Regions from separate parts of the Mus musculus genome. Here region 1 is linked to region 2. A link is a contact called in public promoter capture Hi-C data. All regions are on one chromosome and are shown on one strand. Each heading gives the region's core, a stretch centred on a gene start, on an enhancer-like site or on the middle of the called end of the contact. The rest is flanking DNA. Distances are from core to core; before and after follow the strand shown. Region 1 holds the start of Tcn2 (transcobalamin 2). Region 2 holds the start of Pold2 (polymerase (DNA directed), delta 2, regulatory subunit).

Region 1 (2,700 bases), core at 44-2,543, 1.9 Mb after region 2:
CATTTCTGGCTAACTGTTTTTGTTAATTGAAATGTGTCAACCCAGGACATGGTTTTTGTGCTTCAAGGCTCACCCTGAGAAAGTCTAGGGACTACGCAGGGATCCCAGACACCCAGTGTAGTCAGTGCCGGCGAATAAGGACTTCTATTGGCTCAAACTCACATTCGAGCAGTCTTCTCTGGTGAGCACCCACAACACTGGAGCCTCTTCTCCCTGCAAAATGCACGTGCATGCGGACTTCCCGCCTTACTCCGAGCTAATTACTGCTTCTCCCTTCCCTGCCTCTCTCCTTCCTTCACTTCTTTCTTCCTTCTCCCCATCTTATGTCTCCCTGAGTTTTGAGATGAGGTCTCAGTAGCCCAGCCTGGCTTGGAACTTGGAATGATTCTCCTGCCTCAGTCTCCCACATTCTAGATATAGGTGTGCACCAAGAGCCATACTTGGCTCCCCACCGCCTCTTCTTCCAGCTTCTCTTCCTCCTTTTAAAGAGATAGGGTCTCATGGTTACTCAAGCTGGCTGCCAGTCAGTCCTACTTCAGTCTCCTGAGTGGCTGGGGCTAGAGGTGTGCACCCCACATGTGACCCCCGCATTATGATAGAGTCCTTTGTCTTTTTCAGTTTCTCTGACAACATGACCTAGGCCAGCAACAACACATGCATTACGTTAATTACTGCTAATTAATAACTGCTATCCAGGTCCATATATATCTGTGTTGGGTCTTAGCTTGTGATAATTACCCTGGCACAAAAATAGATTCTCTTGAAAGTGTGACCTTTGACAGTTTGCTATAAAAATAGTTGTAACAAACATCTCATTTGAAGATGACTAGAGGCATGTTACGGTCTCAACATCTTCACAAGTGGAACTGGGAAATTGCTGCTAGGATAATATTGTTTAACCCTCTCTCTCTCTCTCTCTCTCTCTCTCTCTCTCTCTCTCGAGAGAGAGAGAGAGAGAGAGAGAGAGAATAACTTGAAACTCAGAGAGGTCACCCATCGCTGCTAGATTCATCCTTCGAGTCTCCAGTGGGGCTGGGCAGATAAGCAATGTTTTTTTTCTGCCAAGATGTCTTTAAGCGACGTTCCTAGTTCAGGGCAAGTAGCCCTGCAGCCCTGCTCCCAAAGGTTTTGCAACTTGCTAGATTCACTTGTTCTTCAACTTTCGCTGTCGCCTCAAGGAAACCCAGGCTGTGTCTGGTTGATTGAGACTTGTTTGTCTGGGCCGGGTCCAGCAGCTGCCCCGCCTCCTTGGCAGAACAGCTGACGCCAGAGAGCTCCGTCACGTGATCACCACAGTTTCCCAGCTCTGACCCCGAGAGTCAAAGTAAGTACTTTCCAGGGACTCCTGTGAAGTGCACCCGGTAGGTACTCTAGTCCTGAATGTCTGCAGCCAGAGCAGCAACGGTGCGGGTGTGCAGGCAGGGGTGGGGTGTGTGTGTGTGGGCAGGGGGCTGGGATGTGCGGGGGGCGGGGGGGGGGGAGGGCGCGGGGCGGGTGTGCAAGCCGGGGCAGGGCGGACCCCGGCGAGCACTGTCAGATAGACTTGGGACAGATTAGGCACCAGGCTTTCTGTGCTGCTTCCGGGGTCTTTAAAGCGTTCGGGACAGATAAGGTTAGCTTTGAGTTGCCCCACGGAGTCCCTTTTTGTTCTCATCTGGAGGACAAGCAGCTCTGCCCTTCCTTCCTTCCTCTGTTCTTTGGCCTCCTGCCCCATAACAGACCTTTCCCCCTTTCTCTCTGCTGATTTAGCAGCGTGCTTCCGGCTGTTGGAAGGACAATTAATCAGTGAAGCTGCCTCTTCCTAAGCAAGACAACAGTTGCAGTCAGACAAGCCCTCAAGGTGAGACCCAGGAGTCTCCCACCTCCCACCTGTGCCTGCCATGGAGCTCCTGAAGGCGCTGCTGCTCCTTTCTGGAGTCTTTGGGGCTCTTGCTGAATTCTGTGGTAAGTAACCAACCCGTGTCTGGACCCTGGGGTGGGGGGAGAAGGGCAGGGGAGCGGGGATATATGTGTGTGTGTGGGGGGGGGCTGTCCTTGTCCATTGGGGAAATTGGAAACTGGAAGTGGGGGATGGAGAAACTTACCTGCCCCTCAGGTCTCCCACAGCAGTTTTTAACAGGACCTTAGTGCTTGGGCATGCTGAATGGACACGTGCCCCCTGTCCCCGACAGGGTCTCCCCAGTTCATCCAGCAGTTTGTTCATTTACTCGGTGCACATGGGGCCTCTCTGAGATAGGTTAATAGGCCCGGTGTTTAGTTTGGAGAAAGGGTCAGGAGTACACAAGACTTGTCCCAGCTCTCCTAGGGTTTATGCTCTATGAAAGGGGCAAAAGGGGTGCCAAATTGGGTTACCGTGAGTGATGCAAAACAAGTCACCCTGAGGCAACAATAGAAAGCCACGGGGGTCCGTCGAATCAAAGAGAAGGATGGGAAAGGATGTCCAAAGACTAGAAGGACTAGAAGGCTTTGGGAAGAAGTCCCAGAGGGAATGGATGGGGGGGGGGGGCGGCGGCAAACATTCCAGGTACTTGAAGGTTCTCCCTGACTGCTCCAGATAGTCATCCCAGGGCTATAGTCCTCCAGAGACCTCTTATAGATTCTAGGGACCTCTCAAAACGTGATTGTGACCTTTAGGTTATAGGTTCAGGCACAGTCATACCCGGGGATCAGGCAGAAAGCAGGGGTGTCTCATCTCTCCCC
Region 2 (2,933 bases), core at 85-2,584:
TACACCATGGAATATATTAGACCCGTCTCAAGGAAAAAGTAGAAATAAAGATATTCTGGGATAAAATTTGATGAGTCCATTTCCTTAGACATTTACTGTAAGGAATCCTAAGGAGAGTCCTGCAGACCAAAGGGAACAGCAACCAAAGAGTAAATGGAGAGCTCCAGTCAAGGGGCTGCACAACAACGAGCTCTGTGTCATTGTAACTTTGGATTTTAATTCTACAAAGTGGTTTCAAATCCATCAAATGGGGTTTGTTCCTGGAACACAAGAACGTTGCAACATAATCAAATATGCAACAGGCTACTTGAGACAGTAGGCAAAAATCCGCACTCAGCCCAGCTTACAAAGGAAAAAATACTCAACAAACTGAAACATTAAAAACAAATGATTTAGCCGGGGGTGGGGGTGCACGCCTTTAATCCCAGCACTTGGGAGGCAGAGGCAGAGGCAGGTGGATTTCTGAGTCCGAGGCCAGTCTGGTCTACAAAGTGAGTTCCAGGACAGCCAGGGCTATACAGAGAAACCCTGTCTCGGGGGGAAAAAAATGATTTAATTCATTATTAAAACAGGAACGAGGGAAACCTTGTCTCAAAAAGCAAAAACAAACAAAAACAGAAACAAGGGGCTGGAGAAAGCTCGGTTGAGAGCTCTTTCAGAATGGCTCACAACCATTTGTAATTCCAGTTCCAGGTGACACGGACGCTCTCTTCTCGCCTCCGAGGAGACTGACCTCACATGCGTGCAGGCAAAACACACCCACACACAAAACAAAACAAAATAAATTCAAAATAAAACAAAAAAACTTAGTAAGCCAGAAGAAACCTACCTTAAGTAATAAGTTTCAGACTGAGTAATTAGGCAATTTTAAAAAGGAGCAATGTTACCACTGAAGTCTGATGCACTTGCAGTCAGGGTGTCTTAGTGTGAATTCTAGCTTTTCTCACTAGCTGGGTCATTTTGCCTGTTTCCCTGCCTGTGAGATGGGAGAAATTGTTCATGCTTCCAAGGGAATCTGAGAAGTCAGGGTGAGAATCACAGCGCAGGATAGAGTGGGAGGGAAGCTTCAGCCACACAGGAGCCACCAGACCCCCAGCGCTCGGGGAGAGCAGCATGAGCCAGGCGCCCAGCCTCACTACGGCCCACGCTACCCAAGGAGTTCACCCGATGAGGCCCAGCCGCAAACACCGCATGCGCACAGGAAACCCAGTGCTAAGTGATGGGTTGTCCCGGGAACCGGAGGCGTGACTCCGCGTTTCCTCGGTCCAGAGGCGGGGCGCACGGGGATTGGCTGGATGAAGCGTGCAGCGATGGGCGGGATGGGGCGGGAGGCGATTGGCTGGATGCGCCGATGGGCGGGACGGGCGCGCAGAGATTGGCGGGATGCGGCGTGGCGCGGTGAGTGTGCTGCTGAGCGGGGTTAACGTGGGTCCTGGGTCAGACTTGGCGGTACCTGGACAGCGGGCCGGGGTCTTGAGGGTGCTTCGAACTGTAACATGGGCCCGAGCTGGGCGTGTCTGCTTCGGGGCAGGTCTCCCGTCGGGTCCGGCCTGGAGCACCGTGTGGGCCGCTGCCACCACCGTGCGTTTTTGGCTTACATCCAGTTTACATGTGCCCATTTGGCAAATTCATAGGGTCCGCTCCCTAAGCCAGAGCTGCGCATTAAAGAAAGCCGAACCAGCTAGGGGAATTTGAACTTTGTAATAGCTGTACCAAAAAAAAAAAAAAAAAAGTAAAATGAAAAAGAAAGCTGTGTTCAAAACTTCCGTTACTACATCCAGCCTGTTGTCGTCTCAACTACGCATGAAGAATATGTTGAGATACTTTATACTAAAGTCCGCTGTGCATCCATCCCCAAGCACATCTTAGTGGGAAGGGGTGCAATACAAGAAAACAAACCTCTGCGCTGCCGGAGCTTAGGCAACAGTTGGAGGAGGCAAAGTAAATGCTTGAGAGATGATAATGATGCAGACAGTTGAAGTAGCAATGCAGTCAATTAGATATGGGAAGGTGAGTTTTAAGGAAAGACTTGAAAGGGAAGAGCCAGTAAGCCTTGGGGAAAAGGAGAGGACCCAGCAGGAGTAGAGAGGCCTCTACTTGGAGCCCCTGCTGTGGAAGGGACACTTGGAAGGAGAAACAGATAGGAGGGGGGAGCTGTTCTTAGAGGCCCAGAGCTGATCTTACAGGTCGTGGTAAGAACTTGGGGTTTTATTTACTGAAAAGCAACCTTTGGGGGGTTTTGAGCAAAACAGGGGCAGCTTTATGCTTTATTTTTTATCACTAATTATATTATGACAGGCTTCTTCAGTGATGCCTGATAGCATCCCTAGAGGTAGCAGAGGTCCCAGGGAGCTGGGCAGAAGCAGATCAATAATTCCATTTGAGGGTATGCAGAATTTGAGACCCTGGTGATTGGGTAGAAATGTGGAGAGGAGGAGGTGATGAACAAGGTTTGGAACGAGCTCCAGGTTGTATCTGACTAGGTTATAGGATGACACCTCCGGACACATGTGTGCACATTGTGGACAGCGTGGTTGGGACACTAGGGGAGCTTTGGGTACAAGAAGGGATTGCAGGAATGCCTTTGTGTGTCTCTGCAGTGATAACTCCTCGGCCTGGACACAGCTGCTTGGACCAAACAAGCCAGGAGTGCCGCCATGTTCTCCGAGCAGGCAGCACAGAGGGCCCACACTCTGCTCGCCCCGCCCTCTGCCAGCAATGCCACCTTTGCCCGGGTACCTGTGGCAACTTACACCAACTCCTCACAGCCCTTCCGACTGGGAGAGCGCAGCTTTAACCGGCAGTACGCCCATATTTATGCCACCCGCCTCATCCAGATGAGACCGTTCCTGGTGAGCCGGGCGCAGCAACACTGGGGTAAGTTTGGGGTACGCTGCTCCCAGCAGCCCAGCAGCTAGAACTAGGACCTTATC

Evidence for each region. Promoter capture Hi-C pulls out the DNA fragments that hold promoters and counts their contacts.
Region 1: a contact with region 2 is called in a promoter capture Hi-C map of pre-B cells, with 4 times the contacts expected there. The contact joins the promoter of Tcn2 here to the promoter of Pold2 in region 2. A contact is called at or near these places in 1 of 39 promoter capture datasets (pre-B cells) and 1 of 9 other capture datasets (adipose tissue).

The regions. Positions count from the first base shown.
Region 1 is chr11:3,930,637-3,933,336 of GRCm38.p6, reverse strand. It overlaps Tcn2 (transcobalamin 2), which reads left to right and starts at 1,293. Exons shown (of 10, transcript NM_015749.3): 1 at 1,293-1,361; 2 at 1,750-1,944. The coding sequence starts at 1,881.
Region 2 is chr11:5,876,657-5,879,589 of GRCm38.p6, reverse strand. It overlaps Pold2 (polymerase (DNA directed), delta 2, regulatory subunit), which reads left to right and starts at 1,334. Exons shown (of 11, transcript NM_008894.2): 1 at 1,334-1,398; 2 at 2,601-2,877. The coding sequence starts at 2,658.